Linked DNA regions of Mus musculus: regions 1, 2, 4, 5 and 6 are each linked to region 3. Evidence: chromatin contacts called from public Hi-C and promoter capture Hi-C data. All regions are on one chromosome and are shown on one strand. The core of a region is the stretch at or near the end of the contact, and the rest is flanking DNA. Distances in the headings are between cores, read along the strand shown.

The links. Promoter capture Hi-C pulls out the DNA fragments that hold promoters and counts their contacts. Hi-C and Micro-C count contacts between places; a contact is called where the count stands out from the background.
Region 1: a contact with region 3 is called in a Hi-C map of B cells, with 6 read pairs. The contact joins the promoter of Zfp329 here to the promoter of Zfp667 in region 3. A contact is called at or near these places in 3 of 39 promoter capture datasets (cranial neural crest, pre-B cells and second pharyngeal arch cranial neural crest) and 1 of 484 Hi-C or Micro-C datasets (B cells).
Region 2: a contact with region 3 is called in a promoter capture Hi-C map of pre-B cells. The contact joins the promoter of Mzf1 here to the promoter of Zfp667 in region 3. A contact is called at or near these places in 4 of 39 promoter capture datasets (cranial neural crest, frontonasal cranial neural crest, pre-B cells and 1 more) and 2 of 484 Hi-C or Micro-C datasets (CD4 T cells and Th1 cells).
Region 4: a promoter capture Hi-C map of pre-B cells shows a contact between it and region 3. The contact joins the promoter of Zfp446 here to the promoter of Zfp667 in region 3. A contact is called at or near these places in 4 of 39 promoter capture datasets (cranial neural crest, frontonasal cranial neural crest, pre-B cells and 1 more) and 1 of 9 other capture datasets (pancreatic islet).
Region 5: a promoter capture Hi-C map of second pharyngeal arch cranial neural crest shows a contact between it and region 3. The contact joins the promoter of Trim28 here to the promoter of Zfp667 in region 3. A contact is called at or near these places in 3 of 39 promoter capture datasets (cranial neural crest, pre-B cells and second pharyngeal arch cranial neural crest) and 5 of 484 Hi-C or Micro-C datasets (B cells, CD4 T cells, CD8 T cells and 2 more).
Region 6: a Hi-C map of rod photoreceptor shows a contact between it and region 3, with 3 times the contacts expected there. The contact joins the promoter of Lig1 here to the promoter of Zfp667 in region 3. A contact is called at or near these places in 3 of 39 promoter capture datasets (cranial neural crest, pre-B cells and second pharyngeal arch cranial neural crest) and 2 of 484 Hi-C or Micro-C datasets (CD4 T cells and rod photoreceptor).

What each region holds. Positions count from the first base shown.
Region 1 is chr7:12,816,896-12,820,370 of GRCm38.p6, reverse strand. Zfp329 (zinc finger protein 329) reads left to right here and starts at 1,511. Exons shown (of 2, transcript NM_026046.3): 1 at 1,511-1,554.
Region 2 is chr7:13,052,595-13,056,450 of GRCm38.p6, reverse strand. It overlaps Mzf1 (myeloid zinc finger 1), which reads left to right and starts at 1,687. Exons shown (of 6, transcript NM_145819.2): 1 at 1,687-1,970; 2 at 3,270-3,708. The coding sequence starts at 3,310.
Region 3 is chr7:6,284,883-6,288,364 of GRCm38.p6, reverse strand. Zfp667 (zinc finger protein 667) reads right to left here and starts at 1,785. Exons shown (of 5, transcript NM_001024928.2): 1 at 1,711-1,785.
Region 4 is chr7:12,976,551-12,980,026 of GRCm38.p6, reverse strand. It overlaps Zfp446 (zinc finger protein 446), which reads right to left and starts at 2,179. Exons shown (of 6, transcript NM_175558.4): 1 at 1,915-2,179; 2 at 649-1,029; 3 at 381-576; 4 at 48-142. The coding sequence starts at 2,175.
Region 5 is chr7:13,022,327-13,025,841 of GRCm38.p6, reverse strand. It overlaps Trim28 (tripartite motif-containing 28), which reads right to left and starts at 1,690. Exons shown (of 17, transcript NM_011588.3): 1 at 781-1,690; 2 at 426-538; 3 at 66-198. The coding sequence starts at 1,123. It overlaps Gm31649, which reads left to right and starts at 1,253. Exons shown (of 1, transcript XM_006540453.4): 1 at 1,253-2,134. The coding sequence starts at 1,297. The coding sequence ends at 1,842.
Region 6 is chr7:13,277,131-13,280,507 of GRCm38.p6, reverse strand. Lig1 (ligase I, DNA, ATP-dependent) reads right to left here and starts at 1,682. Exons shown (of 29, transcript NM_010715.3): 1 at 1,549-1,682; 2 at 287-360. The coding sequence starts at 303. Zswim9 (zinc finger SWIM-type containing 9) reads left to right here and starts at 1,787. Exons shown (of 5, transcript NM_177312.4): 1 at 1,787-1,864; 2 at 3,080-3,362. The coding sequence starts at 3,088.

The DNA.
Region 1 (3,475 bases), core at 262-2,761, 6.5 Mb before region 3:
GATGTGTGACACTGTCCTGGGCTCCCCACCCCCTTTTTAAAATATGGTTCTGGGAATGGAACTCCTTGTCAGGTTTGCATAAAGCACTTTTACCCGAGGAACCATCATGTGTCCCGATCAAGTTTTGTTTTTGAACACTGTTTCACTTTGGAGCTTTGGCTCATCTGAACCTCACTATGTTGACCAGACTGGCCTCCAACTCAGAGGTCCACCTGCCTCTGCCTCCTAAGTGTTGGGATTAAAGGGATGTGCCACCATGCCCAACAGTTCACTGTGTTTCAAACACAGCTTTATAACCACCAGCACAACCAATGAAGAAATCTTTTATCACCCTAAACAGTCCCTTTTAGCAGATTCTGTTTTCCCATTTACAACTCTAATCTGCTTTTGTTGGTATTATTGTTTTTTAAAGAGACTTATTTATTTCTATTTTATGTGTATGGATGCTTTTTTTCCTGTATGTTTGTCTGTAACCCACTTATGGGCAGTGTCTGCAGACTTAAGAAGAGGACAACAGATCCCCTGGAACTGGAGTTACAGACTTTTGTGAGCTGTCATGTGGATGCTAGTAATCAAACCTTGCTCCTCTGGAAGTGCAGCCAGTGCTCTTAACTGCTGAGCCATCTCTTCAGTACTGTTTTCTTAAAAACAAAAGTTCGAGGCCAGCTTGGTCTACAGAGTGAGTTCCAGGACAGCCAGGGTTACATAGAGAAACCCTGTCTCAAAAAACCAACAAAACACAAAACACAAAACAAAACAAAACAACAAAACAAAACACAAAACATTTTATTTTTTTGTGTTCAAAATGGAGAAATTTAGTTGTAACTTTTTTGTTGGTTAATCTTCATTGTCAAATTGTCTGGGTTCAGAAACATCTAGGATATTGGTGAAATACACCTTTGACACGGGCTTGGAGCACTTATTGTTCTTCCAGAAGATTGGAGATTAATTCACAGCAACTAAGAGACAGCTTACAACTGTCTGTTATTCCAGCCCTCGAGAATCTGACACCTTTTTCTGGTCTTGAGGGCACTGCAGCATGTGATGCAGACATACATGCAGGCAAAACACTCATAAGGGGAAAAAAAAAAAAACATAGCTTACTTCCACTAATGATTGTCAAGAAAAGAGGTGTATTTGGCTGAATTTTAGTATTTTTCACCTATAATCGTGTTTTTGTTAAATTATGCAGTAAATAAAAAATAAGGCTCTAGAACAAAATTATAACATCAGGAGAGTCCTGGAGATGCTGAGGTAGGGGACTCTCATACTCTGAGCCAACCCTCTCAAAAGACAGAATCGTGGTAGAAAATGAATATCCATGAGTCATCAGTAACTTAGTTATAATTCTATAAATAAAGGTGAGGAGACGTTTCTTCCTGATCGCAATGCCTTGCTCCTGCCTCTCCGCAGCTGCAGGTACTGGTGCAAGACTCTCAGATCAGAGTGCACAGCAGTCAGAAGCAACTGAACCTCTAGGACGCGTGCGCGTCGCAGGACCAGGATCTGCGCATGCGCAGTTGTTGCGACCATGGCCGCCGCCGGCATCCTGTAGTGAGTCCTTCCGCGCCTCGGTGCCTTTCTGTTCCTTAGCTTCCCCTCTGAGTGTCTTGCGGGAGGGAGTCGAGGGGTGCTGGAGGGGTGGCGTGCAGAGCGTTTGGGTTTCACGCGGGCCGTGGGAGTTTCGGGCTCACCCGGAGGGTGTGAGCGGGGACATCGCTGTCCCCGCGGGTGTGTACACCCCCGGGTCGGAGGGGTCCCTGACTGGCTGGTGTAGATGCTCTCCGCGCTGCTGTCGGGTGAGGCTGTCCCTCTTTCCTGCTCGTTACTTAGGGCGTCCTTGTCTCGAGCCCCGCTGTTCTCGGAGGTTTTGCCGAGATCCTTTGGGCACCCGGCCCTTCTTATTTGCCGGTTTCAGGCTGAGTTGGCTGCCAGACTCCAATGAGCGACGGGGCTGTTTTCCATGGAATCTTCTAGGTGGCTTTCCCTTAACTCTGTTGATACTTGCAAAATCAGTCAATCAATCAATCAATCAATCAGCCTATCCGTCCATCCATCATCTATTTAACTATCCCTCCTCCCCTCCCCAGGGAGGTTCATGTATCATCCCTCCTTTGCTTTGTTCCTTCTCTAGTTTGCTGTTTCTTCCTTGGTTTTCAATGGTTTTATTTCCCTGGAAAAACACACTTTTGTTCATCCTCCTCCAACAACTTTTCCTCCATTCTCCCCCTGCCTTCTCCTAGTCTTCTAATTTGAAAGATTTCACACCCACAGCTAAATTGCAGGCATAATTTAATAGATAATGACGAAACCATCCGGGTTATCACGTATTAACATTTTGCTACATTGGCTTTTCCTTTCTTTTAAACACATGCCCACTATAGTTTACACACATAATGAATGTAGCACAGGCAGGCATGATAGTGTGTGTGTGGGCTGGGTTACTAGAAGTAATACTTTGAATATTCTGACACTACACATTGAAATTCTTTAGTGATGATTCTCTTTAAAATGTGAACCTTGCTTTTTTTTTTTTTCCTTTTCCATGAGCAAAGGAGAATGGGTATCCTACCATCCTCCCAGTGGCCACATGAATGAAATTAATGTTAATCTTGTGAGGTTGGAGAGACTCGGTGGTTAAGAGCACTTGCTGCTCTTCAGAGGACTTGAGTTTGGTTTCCAGCACCCAAGCTTTGGGACTTATAGCACCTGTAGGTCCAGCTCCAAAGGATTTACCCAGGTATCCAACGCACTGTTCTGGCTTTAGAGAGTGTCAACACATAGGTGACATTCACTCATATGGACACACATATACCAATATGTAAAAAGAAATGTTTCAGAACAAAAGTCTCTGCCAACAACCTTAACTGCCTGTTTAATCCTCAAGAGGACATGGAATTCCATGCCCCCACCCTGATCTATGATAGAATGTTATTGGGACCAATCATTGTATAACTTATATATATATAAGTTTAAAAATTTTTTTTAAAACTGCATTGTGCCAAGGTTCATTCCAGGATCATGTGTGGCATTAAGTTTGTCTTTTCAATCACCTTCAACTATTAATGCTATTTCTCTTTGATAATTTTGTAATTTTAAAAAAAGATTTATTTATTTTATGTATGTGAGTACACTGTAGCTGTACAGATGGTTGTGAGCCTTCATGTGGTTGTTGGGAATTGAATTTTTAAGACCTTTGTCCTGCTCACTCTGGTCAACTCTGCTCGCTCCGGCCCAAAGATTTATTTATTATTATATGTAAGTACACTGTAGCTGGCTTCAGACACAGCAGAAGAGGGCGTCAGATCTCATTACGGGTGGTTGTGAGCCACCATGTGATTGCTGGGATTTGAACTCAGGACCTTTGGAAGAGCAGTCAGTGCTCTTACCCGCTGAGCCATCTCACCAGACCAATTTTGTAATGTTTTGATGGATGTTTCTTACAAGACATAGGGTGTTATCTTGTGGGGTGTGC
Region 2 (3,856 bases), core at 438-2,937, 6.8 Mb before region 3:
AAAAAACTGTTTTTAGTTGTGGTGTGGTTCCGCCATAGCACACACCTTTAATCCAAGAGCTTTCTGCTTGAGTATTGTAAACAGGATTAAATAAAGTCAACCATAGGTCAAGAAGCAGAACAAGAAGCCAGTTGACAGAGACTGAACATAGACATATTAAGAAACACACACATACACACGCACATGCACACGCACATGCACACGCACGTGCGAGAGAGAGAGAGAGAGAGAGAGAGAGAGAGAGAGAGAGAGAGAGAGAAAGGGAACCCAGAGGACAGATAGACATTCAGAAAGTAGAAGTGGGGGAGGACATTCAATGTGAAGGTTTCTTGGGACAGAGAGAGAGATTTGCGGTGGAACTTCAGCTGAGAAAGAAGGTCACCTGGGTGCTTTTTCTACCTCTCTGAGCTAGGTTTTCACCCCAGCATCTGGCTTCCACTACCTCAAGGAAAACAGAAAGGTAGCAAAAGGTAGTTTCAGGAAGATGCAACAAATGAATCTAAATGAATCTGAAATAAAACAAAAGGTTAGGTGTAGGGATAAAGAGATATTTAGCTACCTTCCAGGTGATGGCTGGGCAGAACTCATTTGCAACCTGTCAGCTTCTTTTTTTGTTTGTTTGTTTGTTTTGTTTTGTTTTGTTTTCCAAGACAGGATTTCTCTGTATAGCCCTGGCTGTCCTGGAACTCACTCTGTAGACCAGGCTGGCCTCGAACTCAGAAATCCGCCTTCCTCTGCCTCTCAAGTGCTGGGATTAAAGGTGTGCGCCACCACGCCCGGCTACCTGTCAGCTTCTTGTAAGTCAATTTCTACCAGAATAGTGTTACGACTTCAATCACAGATTTAAAAAATGGGGGAGGAGAGGTAATGTTTAAGTAGTCAGGTGTCGCAATATTGTTTGGTAAATGATGCTAGGAAACTAGAGGACTGGTCCCCGTCCTCTTTCTGGTGTGTTGTCATTTTTTGTGTGAGTTTTCTCTGAAAATGTTTCCCCCACACGCACATCTAATTTTTTGTTGCCATCCCTCAGTCTTTGAAACCTATCAGTCCGTTTTACCGTATCTCTATTAACATCTTTACTATATCTCTAATTTCTCCCCACTTACCTTTGTACTCTGGGTTGGCCCCTAGAGTTTCGATGTCTCACTTTCCTAATCCCAATCCCTTTCTGCTTCTCTCTTCTTCCTAAATTTTCTGACATGACTCAGGTTCTAACTCTGATTCTAATGACTAACCCTCCCCCCTTTTCATTCATACCTATGTGTGTTCACTTATATTCAGTCTCTCCTAGCATCCAGTCTCCCCCTCACAATTTTCCCACCCCTCTCATCCTCTCCCCCGACTCTGTATGGGGCTATCTCTGCCTTCCTGTATAGACATCTCGTTGGGTATTTGTGTCCCTGTCCCTTCCCCTTGGCTTCGCCACAGATCCTGACCTTTCTTAAACCAAGTAGTGCGGTCGTTACCTAGGATACCACCAGGTTTGGTCCCTTAGTTACCATGGAGTCCCGCTCACTCCTACCCACCGCGCAGAAATACAAAAGAGATCCGGTGGTGCTGCGTTTGCGCACCCACACAGCACCCTCCAAACTACGACTCCCAGAAAGCATTTTGCTAAGCCTTTCTTTCAGTGGTTCCGCAGGTAGCCCAGCGGACGCTCTTTTTCGAACCCGTCGTTGCCATGGAGACGGGGAGACGGCGTCCTAGTGAGAGCGGTGATTGGTGCAGAACCCTGCAAATCCCTGGAAGGCCGGTAGAGAACTGACATTTAAAAAAAAAAAAAAAAAAAAAAAGTGGTGGGGGCATGCGCAGTCTGGAAGGTGGTGCTTGAATCCGTTGCCCCCCGAGAGGATTGTGCACGTCGTCGGGGCCCTGACGCCTGAATTCGTGGCCGGGAGTGTGGGAAGAGACGTCCAGGAGTGCGAGCTGATTATTGCAACCAGCGCAATCCCCTAGGGACGGGAAGAAGGGTAGAAACGGAGGCTGGGGTGGGGGAAGGGCAGAAGGGCTTGGAGCTGCGCGCAAAGCAGTCTGGGATATGTAGTTTGATATGGAGCAAGCGAACGAGAGTGCGCATGTTCACGAGGGCACAGCCTCCCTCGGAGCATTGAAGGAAGGCTGGGAGTCCCTTCACCTCAAGGCCTAGGGAGGAGTCTGGGTAGAGTGGACTCTGGGATTCCAGCTGTCTAGCTAGACCCGGAGCGCCGGTAGGGGGTCCAGGAACTCCCAGCAAACCGGCCCTGTGCTGACGCGCTACCGCGCTGATCGCCACAGGTGCCACGGCGACCGGACACATTGGCACCCTAAAGCGAGGATGCTCACTTAGACTTCTGGGAAATGTATTTCCGGAACCTCTTCTTGCTTTATGGCTGTTCCAAGTTTCTCTCAGGGTTTCGAGTTGACTTAGCACCCTAAAGAGCAGAGGTGTAACCCACAGAAATCAAGCTGCCTCTAAGCTGATGCCACTGCAATAGTAAATTTAGATTTTCACAAAGTCCCAGTTGCAGAAAGTATCATGGGAGAAGTCAGTCCTTTTTACAAGTGAGGAAACTATAGCTGACATAGGCACAGCAAAAGTAGTACCCTTGCAGACTGTTGGTCTAATGAGTTGAGAGCCTTTAAGGGTACCCAGAAGTCCCAGTCACCTCCCAACCAACTAAACTAGAGAGCTGAAGACTTGTATCGCTGTTGGATGTGATGAGTTGGCTTCTGGTATTGGAGATATATGGAAACCTGTTGGCCTGAGAGAAGCTGAGATGGGGGATTGGGTGGAGTAGGGCTGTCCCCTTGATACCACATTGGGAAAGGAATGTTGGGGCCTGAGAGAGAGGCCAAGTCCAAGACTGGGTAGAAAACATTAAGGGACTTGTTTGTTCCACCGCAAAAGGCTGTCCACAGGGACTCTTATTGGGAGTCCAGGAGGAGGCAGCAGTGGTACTGATGTCTGGGTGCAAGTAGAGATGCAGCTATAGAAAAGAATAGGATGTAGGGAAGAGAAATGTTTCTAAGCTTAAGCAACAGCCTGTATTTAGAACAGAGTAAGCTACCAGACACTATATAGGCCCGGCGGAAATGAGGTCTACAAAGCACATGGCTCATATAGAGTTCCCACGGATCTCTGGGGTGTGGCTGGCCTGTCAGTGCCTGTTCCCTCGGGTGTCCTCTTCATGGCGAAGGTCTCGGATGAAAGGACACAGCATGGCACTCAGTCAGCATTCGCTGCCCCTGGCTGTCCTTATTACACATGCCTTGTACTATTCCTTCCCTAGGGACAGACACTGGCCTCAAAGACCGGATCTGGTACTCCTGATGAGACCCACTGTGCTGGGCTCCTCGGGCTGTGCACCCCCAGAAAATGAGCCTGCTCTGGTGAAGCTGGAGGACTCTGACAGCGACGATGAGAGAGAAGATATATTGTGGGACCCAGGCCTTGAGGCTGCACGTCTACGCTTCCGGTGCTTCCGGTATGAGGATGCAATAGGTCCTCAGGAAGCCCTGGCCCAGCTCCGAGAACTGTGTCACCAGTGGCTACGCCCAGAAGTACATTCCAAGGAACAGGTGCTAGAGCTCTTGGTGCTGGAGCAGTTCCTGGGTGCACTGCCCCCTGAGATCCAGGCCCAAGTGCAAGGGCAGTGGCCAGGCAGCCCTGAAGAGGCTGCTGCCTTGGTTGACAGACTTCGATGGGAGCTTGATGGACCTCGGAAATGGGTGAGTCAGAAACGGAAAAGACGGTCAGGGCTGGAGCATTGTCATGTTTTGCCTCACTCTAGAAGTGCCATGCCCAGCCAGACATGCTCCTTGGTCATATAGATGTGTCCACCTATAACGGATCCTTTGTGAGGCTTCTCAGGATAAG
Region 3 (3,482 bases), core at 536-3,035:
TGAGCAGGAGAGAGACTAATCAGACTTTCTACTTAACAAAATTTGGAGGTGGCTACACGGCATAAAAATGGCTTTGGTGACTGTGGAGAAAGCAAATGGTGTACTAGAGTCAGTCATTAGGCAGCTATCTCCAAAAAAATGTGGACAAAGTGCAGCCAGTAGGGACTAAGGAAACCTCTTTACCCATGTGTCCACAGGAGTCTCCATTCTGAATTTAAGAGCAGTGCCTGTGTAGCCCTGTCGTGGAAATCTATTTGTAAACCAGGCTAGACTTGACTTCACAGAGACTCACCTTCCTCTGTCTCCCATGGGCTACTGTGTGCTAGCATTAAAGGTGTCTGGCCTGAGGCCCTTCCCACTCCCCACCACTCCTCTACTGAAGCCTTCAAGCTACCTTGATAAGGAAGACACCCAACAGGTTCCACAGGTCAGGGTAGGATGCAACTTTCCCGCAGGACCATTCTTGGGCAGACACCAAGAAGCCAGGTTGCTTGCCTAGGGATAAAAGGAGTCTGGAGGGTGTGTGCACCACTGCTCAATCCAGAACCTCTGCTAGAGGTGAAAGACGGCCAAATTCCAAATGTAGACACTAAAACTCCTTTGGAATTCACCACTACAACCCTACCTGTACACAGGCCAACAACACAACAGCAAACCTCCACCGTCAGCACTACAACAAAGGCCAGACTCTACACCGCACTCAGTATGTCCCAGGCATTGTACAAGGCATTTCACCTGTATTATTTCACAGTCCGTTTAGCCTTTCCATCAACACTCTGATGAGCGCCATTTATCCCTTTGTACAGAAGGAAAAGTCTCATCCTTAACAGGTTCAGTTTCCCAGACTAGGCCATCACATCTCCTCCTCTAGAGGAGCCCGTTGCCACGGTAACAAATGAGATGAGGCACGATCAATCACACACTGGCACACACTCACAAAGCCATTGTCATCTGATGGCTCACTGTATCTCTAGACTTTGATAAATAACTTCATCAGCCTCTCTCTCTCACACACACACAAACACACCCGCCAACACTCTCACACCAGCACAGCTAGTGACATAGAGATACTCAGAACTGTGTGCCCACACCCTTGGGCCCCTCTAGCCTGCGGTGGCCTCCTTTCCCACTAGGACCTGTACAGTCACCTGTCCCTGGGCCCCACAGGCCGAGTGCCCTCAGACTATGATAAACAGCTCCATCAGTCTATCACACTCACACACAAGTACAACCGAGATGCTCAGAACTCTGTTCCTACATCCACTAGCGGCCCCTTGTAGTGTCTTCCTTTACACAGGGCACACTGGTCACATCACGCAGTTGGTGGTATTCGCACCTGTTTCTTGGGGCTCACAGGCCTAGTCGGTCTCTCCCTCTCCCTTCCCCCCTCCCACTTCCCTTCTCCCGCGCCCCCCTTCCACTTCTCTTCTCTCGCGCACACACATATACACACGTGGAGTCTCCTGAAGGATTCTCATACTGTGTTCACCCCACAACAAACAATATACGCCAAGCATACACGAAGCTTCAGGCGTGCACCCGAATCAACTCAGATCACCAGAGCGACCCACGCAAACAGGTCTCTGTCTCTCTCTGTCTCTCTGTCACACACACACACACACACACACACACACACACACACACACACACACACACACGCTATCAATCATTCCCACTGAAGGAAGGCTCGCAGTCACCAGACCCCCTCACCTGTCTCCCTGCTGCGTCCTCCGTCTCACAGCTGCCACAGAACTGCTAGCAACAGAGCTCCCGCGCCTGCGCACTCGCCTCCCAGACCCCCAGGGATCCCTTCAGGGCCTCTCCCCGGTCCCCCCGCCCCTCCAGAAGGACGCAGGCCAGTGCGGCCCCGCCCCCAGGGCTTCCCCCGGAGCGCGGAGCCACGCCCCCTGACACGCAACTAGACGCTGCAGTCGCAGAACCCCGGAGACAGCGCGAGGCCACGCCCTCAATAATTTGGTTGGCTATTCTGCCGACCCGTGTGCGCCCTCCTACGCTAAGCGCTTTTCTAAGGGGTTCGGCCAAGCTCCCGTTAGAGTCCATTCAGCATGCGTCCTTTCCGGGATGCTTCTCCTAGCGTTCCACACCTCGGACTCACTGGGCTTCCACGCGCCTTACGCCGTGCGCAACCGCGAGCTTGTACCGCCAACCTCAGGCTTTGGCAAGAGACTAAGGATATCCACGCCCAAAAGGGTGTTTCCATCCTCGTTGTCGCCTGTCTGGAGACCTTGTGACCCTCAGAGGAGAGGACAGAGTTTCTTCTGTGGCTGTTTAGAAAGCCATGGGGGAAACGATGGGCACGTGAGAAGAGGAGCGTTCCACCTTGGAGTCTGATTGAAGACTCTCCACAGCACAATTCAACACTTATAAGGCCGTACTCCCTCCCAAACTATAAACCTGAAATTTTCTAGGAACTCAGTATAAATCTCACGTAAAGGGGAAAGGCCTGCCCTAAACCTCTTGAGCAACCCTAATGATTTCTGGTCCTACCTTATCAAATTATAACTCCATTCAAGCCACTTCCGGAGTCACTTTACATCTCACCAAGTAGAAAGAGAATAGGGGTAATACTTGAGGAAACCCTAGGCTCAGTGAAGGACAAGGAATGACTCTCGGGTCGCACAGCAATCACCAGGATAAGGGTAGACTAGACACCAGACCCTGTTATGGCATCCCTTAGCAAGAACACAGTCATTGGTGTGTGCACAAGTGAAATGCTGTCAGCTGCACAATTCAGTATACCCAACCTGCGTATAAATATAAGTGCCTAGAGAAAGGGAAGTGACTCATTTAGATCTTCAGTCAAGACAGTGATGAGCGTCAACTGTGACATCTGAATGGTCATGTGGGAAACAACGGCACTACTGAGCAAACACAGCATTTCATTTCACCGATGGGAAAACTGAGGTTCCAAGCACATTGGACCTTACCTGAGGCCCCAGAAATAGGAAGTAGGAGGGAAGCACAGAGGTTAAGTTCTACACATCATTTCTCTAAAGGGGAAACCAAGAGACTGAGAGAGCCCCAGTCCAAGAATGGGGGTACAGGGTGGGAGGCTCCAAAGAAGAAGTGTGACTCAGATTCTCACAAGTCTTTCAAAACCTCCATCTATCCAGGAGAAACTATGATGTTACTACCAAAAGAGGCAGGGAATTCGTTATCTTGGAGACCAGAAAGGGTGAGACTAAAGGTTGCATTCATTTCCCAGTGAATGAAAACTAAAATAAAATAAAAAGGGAAGAACATGACTGTTCCTAGGTATGGTAGATGAGAAGGTTTATTGTAGATAAAGGGACACATAGTCAGAGGCACGGATGTCTGAGAGAGTCCAAAGTGAACATGACCCTAAGCAATATGAGGAGAGGGAGGAGGGGAGAGAAGAGGGCTAGACCAAGAGGCCAGGAGGCTAAAGAGAGTAGGTGAAAGGACCAGGTAACCAAAATGATTGGATTGCATAGGGAAGG
Region 4 (3,476 bases), core at 930-3,429, 6.7 Mb before region 3:
TCCCCTCCCCCACACATGGCCTGCAGTTCCTGCGAGAGGCTGTTTACCTGGATCCTTCCTGTTTGGAAGGATATGGAGACCGTTTCCTGATGTTCAAGATGTCCCTCGGAATCCTGGGTTGAAAGGAGGGCACTTGGAGATACTGAGGAAGAGAGGCAGTTGTCACTGCATTGACCTTTGGCCTGCCTCTGCCATGTGACATGGGGGAAGTGACCCCATTCTTCTCAGGGATCCAGCTTTATGGTCTCTCCAGAGTCCCTATCTCAGCTGGGATTGTCAGACTCAGTTTAGGAGCTGCAGCCCTGACACCGTGCTCTGACCTCACCCCTACCCCCATCCCCACCCCAGGGATTTGAAGTTCACATGTTGCATTCCCTCACCCATCTCCTGCCCATCAGCACTGACTTCCTCCTTCACACTGCAACTGATCTGGGTAGATCGATCTATCCCGGCCTTCAGCGGTGCCTCCGCAAGGCCTGCCTTGGAGGACTCCGTTGCTGCTGAGATGTGGTGACTCCCTGAGGACTCCTTCTGGACTAGAGGAAGCATCTTTGGCTTCAGGATGTGGGCTGTGATCTGAAGAGAATCATGTCACAGGGGCTCTCCCTTCGATCTGTCCTTCTAAGAAGCTAATGTCATTTCACTCACCCAGCCCAGCAGCTGCCCAGGATCATGCTGCAGCCCCTCAACAAGAACTGCGGCCTCCTCGGGGCTTCCTGGTCGCTGCCCTCGAACCCAGGCCTGGATCTCAGGGGGCAACACACCCAGGAACTGTTCCAAAATCAGCAACTCTATTATGTGTTCTTTGGAGGATGACTCAGGCTGTAGCCACTGGTGACACAACTCTCGAAGCTGGGCCAGTGCCTCTCGGGGTCCCTCAACCTCCTCATAGCAGAAACCCCGGAAACGGAGTCGTGCAGCCTCAGGCTCCTCAAGGGTGGTCCTGGAGTCTCTGAGGGATAGGTGTGGGGTACCCCGAGGAGATGGCATTCTTGTTTTGAAGGGTCTTTTTGGAGGTGACAGAGGGACCTACAGAAAAGGAAGAATGTCATCTAAGGTCAGAAGACACACACCAGACCCCTCCTAGAAGCCGGAAAAGAGAACCCTGAGGCCAGGAGAACTTCAAAGAAGGTCATGGGAGGTGCAGCCCCACAGCAGTTGAGCAGCTGTATTTTGTTTTGAAGATAAATGACTGGGTGGAATGTCCAGGGACCTTCTAGAAAACTGCAAATGACGGGCTCAAACATTTGGGTACAACACAGGGCTCCTGGGAGATGAAAGTGGCTCATCCAGTAGACAAAGGGTCAAGCAGGACACGGAGGGAAGGGGGGTGGGACCATCATCCTGGGTGACCTGGAGCCCTGAGGCTTCAGACAGGAGGCAGACCACTGTGCTAGCTGAAGAGTTGGCTCTGAGACACAGGTACAAGACCTGGGGCAGAGCTGAAAGCCTGGGTGCATTCTCAGGAGCTTATTATGGGTTGGGAGGCACAGCTCGCTGATCGCAGCTGAATTGTGGATGCCTCATACTGCCTCAGCTTACTACGCATGTGAAACCCTGAAACAAAAGCCAAAATCAAACAGCCCCGTTTTGTGTGGAGTTGTAAACTGGAACCTGTGTCCCAGCTCTTAAGATTCTGGTTTTAAATCGGCTCTCTTGGGACATCCGTCCTGCTCTGGAGAAACTCAAGAGTTGGGGTGTCAGGCTCTGACACAGGAAAGGGGTGGGTCCGACGGCTGGGAGGTGCTCTCGGTGATCCGAGGAGCCGGATTATGAAGCTGCGCCCGCCCAGCTAGGAGTGAGCTCACCTCTGACGCGTGGGAGAGCCCCAGGAGGTTGGGGCACTTCCAGGAAGTGACACCGAGCACGTCCCACTGCCACTCAGAGAACGCCCCGCCTCGCGCGTTGCCCTACCAGCCCGGCCAATCCTGCATCTGCTCCGCCGGATCGGCCCCCTTCGCTCGGACTACGTCTCCCGTGAGCCTCAGCAAGAACGACAGCACGCTTCCAAGGCCTCTCACGCGCGAGACTCTTCGCTCCTCTCCTTGGGGTCGCGTTGCTGCAGAGTTCCGGGGGGGGTTCCCACTCCTGACTTGGCAGCCGTTCTTCTCTTGCAACCGCAGCCGTAGGACTCACGTAGGACGGAGCCGACTGTGGGTTAGCCTCCTTACGCATGTGCGCAACGGACCTGGTTTCTATTGGCCAGAGAGGCATCCTGACCAATCAGAGCTAGCGCTCCCGGAAGGACTCTCGCTCCTTGTGTCTCCTAGGTAACAGCTAGCGCACAACTTAGGGCCTCTTGCTGTTCTCTGAGTTAAGCTGTAAGGGTCCCCCTGCCTCGGAGAAGGCCTAGGTGGAGGCTCCTTGGCCTCTTGAGTCCAGACTGTTCTAGACAATCCCGTTGGGAATCCAGGTGAAAGGCGGTGGTGGGCGAGAAAAACTCAGTATGGCCTCCATCGGATCTCCGTTAAGCTCCCTGGATATTGTGGAGACAGTAGGCCTACAGGTGAACAAGTGCTCAGAGGAGGTAACCATGTAATTACCAACCCTCACTAATAGTCTTCAGATAACATTACTGAAAATAAGGACGGAGGTTTCTGATTAAAATTACGAGGTATACTCAACCCTTACTTAGGAGGATGTAGTTAGACAAGATGACTTATATTTATTTTTTTTCTCCCAATGGGCAGTTGATGGCATTTTGTTTGTTTGTGGGGGAATGGGGCCTTTAAAGAATAAAAGTCCTTGGCTGTCCTGGAACTCACTCTGTAGACCCTACTAGCTAGCCTGGAGCTCACTCAATAGTTCTGCCAGTCTTTCTCCCATTCGCTGAGATTAAAGGCATGGGCCCCCATATCCGACAGTTAGAGGCTTTTTAGCTTAATTGCAGATGGGCTTAGTTTTATTTCCACATATCAAGTGGCTGGACTGTGATATAAACCATTCAATCCTGAACTCGATCTGCCTACTTGGGTTTCTTCTGCTACCCAGGAACCTTCTCCTTGGCAGCTACTGTAGAGAGCAGCGGTTCTCTACATCCAAAACTCCTGAGCAGTTCTGTCGGTAGAATTTGTCTTTTACAGATTCTCTGGACACAACTCTCACCACCTACCTATTGAGGAGAAGCGCTAAGGGGGCCTAAGGGGGTTCCCAGAAAGCTCTCTTGGAAACACCTTTGTTCTAGTGCTCACCTCCCTGCTAGGCTGGTTTCTAAGCCTTCTATGTGCCACAGGATAGACCTGGTTGAGTCTTGTGATGGTATACATCTTACCCCTGGGCTTGACATGACCATTACCATCTTTATTTCTCCCTTGTTCAGGCCATTAAATCTAAGACCACATATTTAATAGGTAAACTATCATTGAGCTAGCCCCAACTCAGTCCTTAATTATAATGGTTATATTAGGTTGGCCAATGTAACCATGAAACATTTTATCTTTTGAGGCAGGATCTAAGTTCCCCCAGGTTAGCCTCTC
Region 5 (3,515 bases), core at 441-2,940, 6.7 Mb before region 3:
CATCAAGTATGCATTTTAGTCAACCAAGACAGAGGCAGTTCCAACAGCCTACAAATCCAACATACCTGTGGAGCGCACAGTGTGGTCCTTGGTGTATTTCACCCGCTGGTGAGCCTCCACACAGGTCTCACAAAGTGGTTCAGAGCACTCCACACAATAGCTAGTGGCTGGGGCATTATCTTCACAGCTAGTGCAGCACTGTGAGTGATAGAAAGGTGGGGGGTTAGAACAGGCAGACCTAACCCAGCAGACCTGTATTTACTTGCCAGTAAACACAAGCTAAAATTCATACAATGCACTCAAATCTGTGCCGCCCTCCCAGACACTGAGACCGCATAAGGATACAATCCAAACTAGTGAAGATGGTGAGAGGCTCTGGAAAAGGTCACGCTTCCCTCTTCCCCAAGATTTCCCACAGGACATACCTGGTTAGCATCCTGGGAATCAGAAGAGGCCTTACTGCCACTATCACGCATAAAATAATTCTCCACGATGTCTTTGGAGTAGCACTGCTGTTTGCACACTGGACAATCCACCACTGCCAAGATAAAAATGGGAATGCATGCACACCCTCTGATTTCTTGACATCTCCCATCACATTCTGCACCTCGGTGTCCAGACCTGGTAACGGGCATTGGCAGAGGCCAGGACCCGTTCCCCGCCCCCTCTTAAACCAGCAGGCCTACTTAACCCTACCCGGGCCCCCATACTCTCGCACAGGCGCAGTCCCGAGCACGGGCTGCGAGGAGGGGGAGGGGCACCTGGCCACCCAGTACTCACTAGCGCCGTCGCCCGCCGAGCCGCCATCCCCCGAATTATTCGCTGCGGCGGGTGTAGCGGGGCCCAGGCAGGCACTGCAGGCCGAATGTAGACAGGGCAGCAGCCGAGGATCCCGCTCGGGCCGCAGGCGCTCGCGACACACGCCGCAGTGCTCCAGAAGCTCCTGCGCCTCGCCACCGCCCCCCGCAGGGGACGACGCGGCTGCAGAGGCCGCCGCGGCTGAGGAAGCAGCCGGACGCTTCTCACCGCCCGCCGAGCCCTCGCCCGACCCTGGGCTACCAGAGGCCGCCGAGGCGGCCGTCGCGGCCGAGGCCGCTGCAGTCGCTGCCGCCGAGGCCGCCATTCACACGCCGCCGGGGGGGTGGGGGGGCCGCCCAGGGGAGGAGGGGCACGGAGCCCGCTGCGCAGGCGCAAGTGCGCTCGCCGCCAACGGCCAGGCAGCCGCCGATGCCGCGAGGCCGAGCGCCGCCACGCGTCTCCTGGGCCGACGCCCGCCGCGCCCCAGGCGCTGTCGAGATGCGGCCAAGCCGCTGGCTGCGGGCCTCTGTACAGACGACGGCGCCGCCACCAGCGCCGCCTCCTCCCTCGCTTCTGAGACACTCGCGCCGCAAGACTTGCGAACAACCGCCTGACCGCGCGCCGCTCGCAGAAAGAGCCGCGGCCTGGAGGCGGGACAGAAATATCTGGCGCCGACGACGCCGCGCACGCGCGTTGGGCACCGCAGCCTGGGGGCGGGGCGCAGATTACGCACGCGCCAGGGCCCTCCCTTCCACTCGCTGCCGCCCCTCTAGATCCAGAGTAGCAATGCTGCTGGTGAGGAATTCACCCGCAGAGTGCGTGCTTGACGTCTCCCATGCCCACCGCACGGTGCACCCAGGCTGGCAACCCGCGTGCTTGAGCGCGCAGGTCCTGCAGAGCCGAACCTTAGGCCCCGCCTCCTCAGCAGGCGTGGCGACGTCTGCAGCGGCAGCCTGGCCTATAGTCGGGGAAGAGGGGCGGGACAATACAGGGTGGGCGGGGCCACGGCAGAGCAAAGCGCCGGAGCCCAGGTGGAGGGGGTGAGGGGGTCTTTGCCAGGAAGTTCCCGCCGAACGTGGAGGCGGTCTTAACCCAAACTTTCTTATTGTTAAACTCGGGAAGCAGAAAGTTGTCCAAGTCAAACCGCAGATCACAGAGAGATACTGCGAAGCCATTCTGTAAAACTCTGCCCAGTCCTTCGAAAGCCCCTTCTGTGTTAGTCCTCTGCTATACTGATTTTAGTGTGATTTCTTTTTTCTTTTTTTTTGTGTGTGTGTTAGGAGAACTGAACATTTAACGCTAAGGAATTAAAGTTGGATCTGATTGATAAATCTTATCTGAGGGAGAAATAAGACCTGGGGAGGAATCTTGACTGAGGAGCTGGACCTAGGTTGAAGAATCTGATCTAAGGTAGAGGATAGCAGGATCAAGTGCGGCTAAGCGTTTCATCTCAGAAGCAGGATCAATGTGAAAAGGCAACCTGTCCCCCTTCCCAAACACTGCCGTGCTGAGAGTGGATGCCTCTGCAGCCTTGCAGTGCACTGGCAATCCGTTCGCCAGTCTGGATCTGGGCTACAGTGAGTTGTTGCCCGCAAGCAGTTCCAAGGCTCTCAACGGCAAGAGGCTACCCCTTCCGCGCGGAACCAGGTGTTCACCCACGTGGCAGCGGAGAGACGAGGAGTATCCCGCCACTGTCCCGGGTGTGGCCTTTGTTCCCAATCAGGCTGGGGGCCCAAGGCTTTGCCCCGCCCCAGCCTTTGTTCCTTCCTCGGCAGTTCAGCGCTCACCCTTCGGCGGGCCACGCCCCCACCAGACCCAGCCTCTGGACTCTCACTTCCTACCTCAAGAAAGGAGGGTATGATCTGGAAGCTGGCAAAGCAAGCACGGGGTTGGGGGGCGGGGGGAGTGCGGGCTCCCCGTAGAAATATTTGCGGAGTATTTTCACGGACTGCTGGGACTGGACTCACCAGGATAGGGTGCCTGTGAACCACGCCTACCTCAACCCCGGGAGCAGACTTTAGGGTACCAGAGACACAAGGGCAAAGTAAATAAGTGATGGGGCCTGGGAATTTGAATGGGTGGCAGACCGCTTGCTTGCCTAGGCTGTACGAAGCTGTATCCCCACCACACCAGAACCACGGCAAGGGGTGGGAAAGAGCGGTGATGGAGGCCTGTGAGACGGCTCAGGAACACTTGCCACCAAGCCTGACCACATGAGTTTAATCACCAAGACCCCAAAGTACAAGGAAAGAACCAACTCCCTCAGATTGTCCTGACTTCATGCTCAGTCTGAGGCACGTGTGCGCATTCACTACACATGCGATTTAATTTTTTGTTGTTTTTGTTTTGTTTTCAAGGCAGTTTCTTTGTGTAACATCCGTGGCTGTCCGGGAATTCGTTCTGTAGCGTTCTGTAGACTCAGCTAGCCAACTCACAGAGATTCACCTGCCTCTGCCTCCTGAGGGCTGGATTAAATGCTCACACCACCATGCCTGGTGAATTTTTTAAAAATAAAATAATAATTATAGGTATTGGTAGAAGTAACTATCCAGACACTGTCCCCAAACAGGAAAGAAAATTTAGACAGAAGCGAGCTAAGACTCTGAGGTAGGACAGACAGATGCGGTATAATGCAGGTGCTTGTAGAAGAGTATGAGTCCAAGTATAGCCTGTGCTACATAGTGAAGTCAAACTGGATACATACTCCACCACATCAA
Region 6 (3,377 bases), core at 433-2,932, 7.0 Mb before region 3:
GGTCTCTTCAGTGGAATTGCCTGCAGGTTGAGCAGATAGCTCCAGGGATGCAACTTTCAGAAGTCATCACCCATGCTGAAGTGAGCTTAGGAGTGATGTAGTTGCCTCTGATGCATCAGCTTTCCTATAGGTAACACCATATAACTCAATTGTTTTACTAAGCTAAATTTTGGTGGAATCATTTCTTTGGCTTGTCATCAATGCCCTTATCTGGGGTGAATGTTAGCTCTCATTTTCCCAGGAAACATCACAACACAAAGTGCCTTGAGCATGGCAGGGGCCTTACATAATACTTCTCTGCATGTTGGCAGCAGAAGTCTCTCCTTTCCTCTCTTGCTCTTTTTTTCTCATCAGTTGTACCTGAAAAAGAAATCCAAAGACCAGCTAAGGATATTGGCTGTGCCAGAGACTAAGACTTGGGGGAAAGGGGAACACAACTCTTAAGGAAATAAAAGAACAAGTGTATTCAGGGACTGCCGAGACGGCTCAGTGGGTAAGAGTGCCTGCTGTTAAAAAGAGAGAGAGAACATGAGTTTGAATCTCCAGCACCCATGTTATAATAATAATAATAATAATAATGTCAGGCAGGCATGGTTGTACATGCCTGTAAACCCAGCATTATGGGATAGATACAGGTGGATCTATCTTAATGGTGACTGCTCTCCATAGAATGAGAAAATTTTACTGACATTTATTTTTTTTCACATTTTTATTCTTTGAGAGTTAAGTTTCGTTATCTGCCCCCTTCCCCTTTATATTACTGAAGATAGAACCCAGGCAGGGTCTGTTGCTGCTAGGAAAACACTGTACCACTAAGCTATATCTGAAGCCTTCCTTGGCTGCCAAATGCCAAAGGCCAGCTTCCCTTTCCAAATGTCCATCCTCACCCTGACAACTTCCCTCTGTCCTCCCTGTTCAAGTTTCTCTGCCTCTTCAACTCCATATACACTAAGCAACAAGACCTGACCCTCCCCTAAGTGTCTGCAGATCTCCAGTCTTATCCCATCCGTGCCCCTTCTGGCAGCCAAGCTCACCTTTTCCCTGGCTCCTGACACTCATCGCGCCAAGCTTCTCTAGTCTTCAAATCGGACCACTATCTGACCAATGACGTCACCTTGCTTTCATTACAAGCGTCCCATAACACCAAGCATCCCACACCGATTGATAGCAGGCGTCCAGGGTGAAACACCACACTCAAGCCTTCCTTTCCGGCCCCAGGCCGCCCCTCTTCTCTTGGCGCCACTAATTCTGATGGCCACGCCCACCGCCAGGCTTTCTCCCTAGTCACGCCCTTCCAAGCCGCCACCAGTCCTCCGCAGACACCAAAACTCCTGCGGCCTTGGTCAACCAGTCAATCAGTCAGCCAGTCAGCCAGTGGCTCTCCCTGTACACGGCTCCTTGCTGCCCTCTCTCCTGCGCCCTCGGTCGCCGCGACGTCCCCATTCCCGTTCCGCTGGCCGCACCCGGAACCTGCAAAGCTCACTGGCGACAAGCGCTCGGCACTCTCGCCGACCCCAGCCCCAAGCCCGTGCCCACGTCCCCACTTGCCTCTCCAAATCACTTTGCCGGACGCCGCCACACTCGCTCACTCGCTCGCTCGCTCGCTCAGAGACGCAAACCCGAAATCCCCAAATTCGCGCCACACAGATTTCGCGCGCACTTTGGCGGGAGGGGGCGGAGACGAGCAAGGGCGGGGGCCTGCGAGTAGCGCGTGCCGCAACTATCGCCCGGAGGCTGCTGGGAGTTGTAGTCTCTAGAGCGTGAGGCAGCCTAGAAATGGGACAGAGTGGGGAGAGGGAGGGGCGCTGTCCCGCACAGCATGCTGGGAAGCGGCCCCAAGCCTGTCCTCCCTGTGGATGAGCCGGTGAGCCTGCGAGGTCGTAAGGGTGACAGTCGGGGAGAAGAGAAGGGTTGGTGGAAAGCCACCTTGCCAGGCACTAGGGGAAGAAAGGCGGGATACCGCGCGGGGCATCCCGGGAGCAAGGGCCGGGCTGGGCTTGGGCGCGAGGCATTGTGGGAGGTGGACGCCGCTTTGGGTTGGGTAGGTGAGTTGAGGGGGAGGGGGCCGGAAGGGTGCACAGCTTTAGGAGTGGAGAAGCACCGCTATGTGGGATGGTCAGGCCGGGAGGAGCAGCGGAGAGACAGGTTGAGAGAGTCTCGAGAGGTGGGAACTGGATAAAAGGGGCTGTGCAAGGGACAAGAGGCTCAGCGGGACGTGGGGGCCCGGGGGAGCATTAGTAGTGAAGAAGCCCATCTGAGGACAAGGCGCCGTGTCCAAAACGAAGATACACATTGAGAATAGTAGCAATTTCTGGGAAGAGGGGACTGCAACTTGGCCCAGGAGGAGAATAAGTCTTAGGAGTATGGACCAAAGATGACTATTGGTGACACTTCTGAGTTGAATTTGCCACAAGTGGGCCACACCCCTGTAGGCGAATGATCCCTGACTGGACATGGGCAGCACATCTGGAGATAAGAGCATCTCTGGGAAGCAAAAAACACAGATCAAAGTAGCAGTTCAAGGCAGTCATATCTGAGGGGCAACAGCTGCACATTTGATACACCTAGGGAGAAGAAAGGTGTATGAGGATTATGACTGGGATGAGAGATTCATGCCTTAGCTATGAGAGTAGATATGAGTTACACTCAAATGTAGACTTGTGGGAAAGGGAGCTACAGATGAATGGGACTACTAGATATTATCACCAGGCATAGGACTCACATCTGGAAGAAGGAGAAATCTTAGCAAGAAGCTGGGAATACATTTGCAAAGATGCTCACAGCTGAGCTAAAGGCAAGATATGTAGAACTGATTCCATTTGTACCTAGAGGTCACATCTAAGGCAACTGGAACTAGGATTGAAATTGATTAAATGCCAACTGAATCTGGGAAGGCAACAGGTGAACCACAAAAATGGGATGGAGATTCCTATCTGGAAAGCAAACAATGAAACCACTTTGATTTGTCTGAGACGTACCTGAGGCAGCAGTAGCTGATAAGACAGTCTGATGATGAAATTGTGGTAACCCAGGTGGAGATGGGTCTGATGTCCAGCTCTTCTCCCCACTTCTACTCAAGGTCCCAGGATGGAGCTGACAGAGCCCTTACCGAGCGCAGCCGTGCAGAAGGAGGAACAGGAATTGTTGGATCGAACTTTCTTCTCTTGGGCTGAGTTCAGCCGCTTCTTCGACAAGTGGTGCCAGCAGCGACTGGTAGTCTTCTCGGTGAAGAGCTCCACACGTGTGGCACGAAGCCCCTGGGCCAACACGCCCCCACTCTACAGGCTTATCCACGTGCTCAAGTACAGCTACGTGCTGCTGGTGTGCAAGGATGTGCGCATGCCCAACAAGTCCACAGCGTGGTGCGTGAGCCTGAG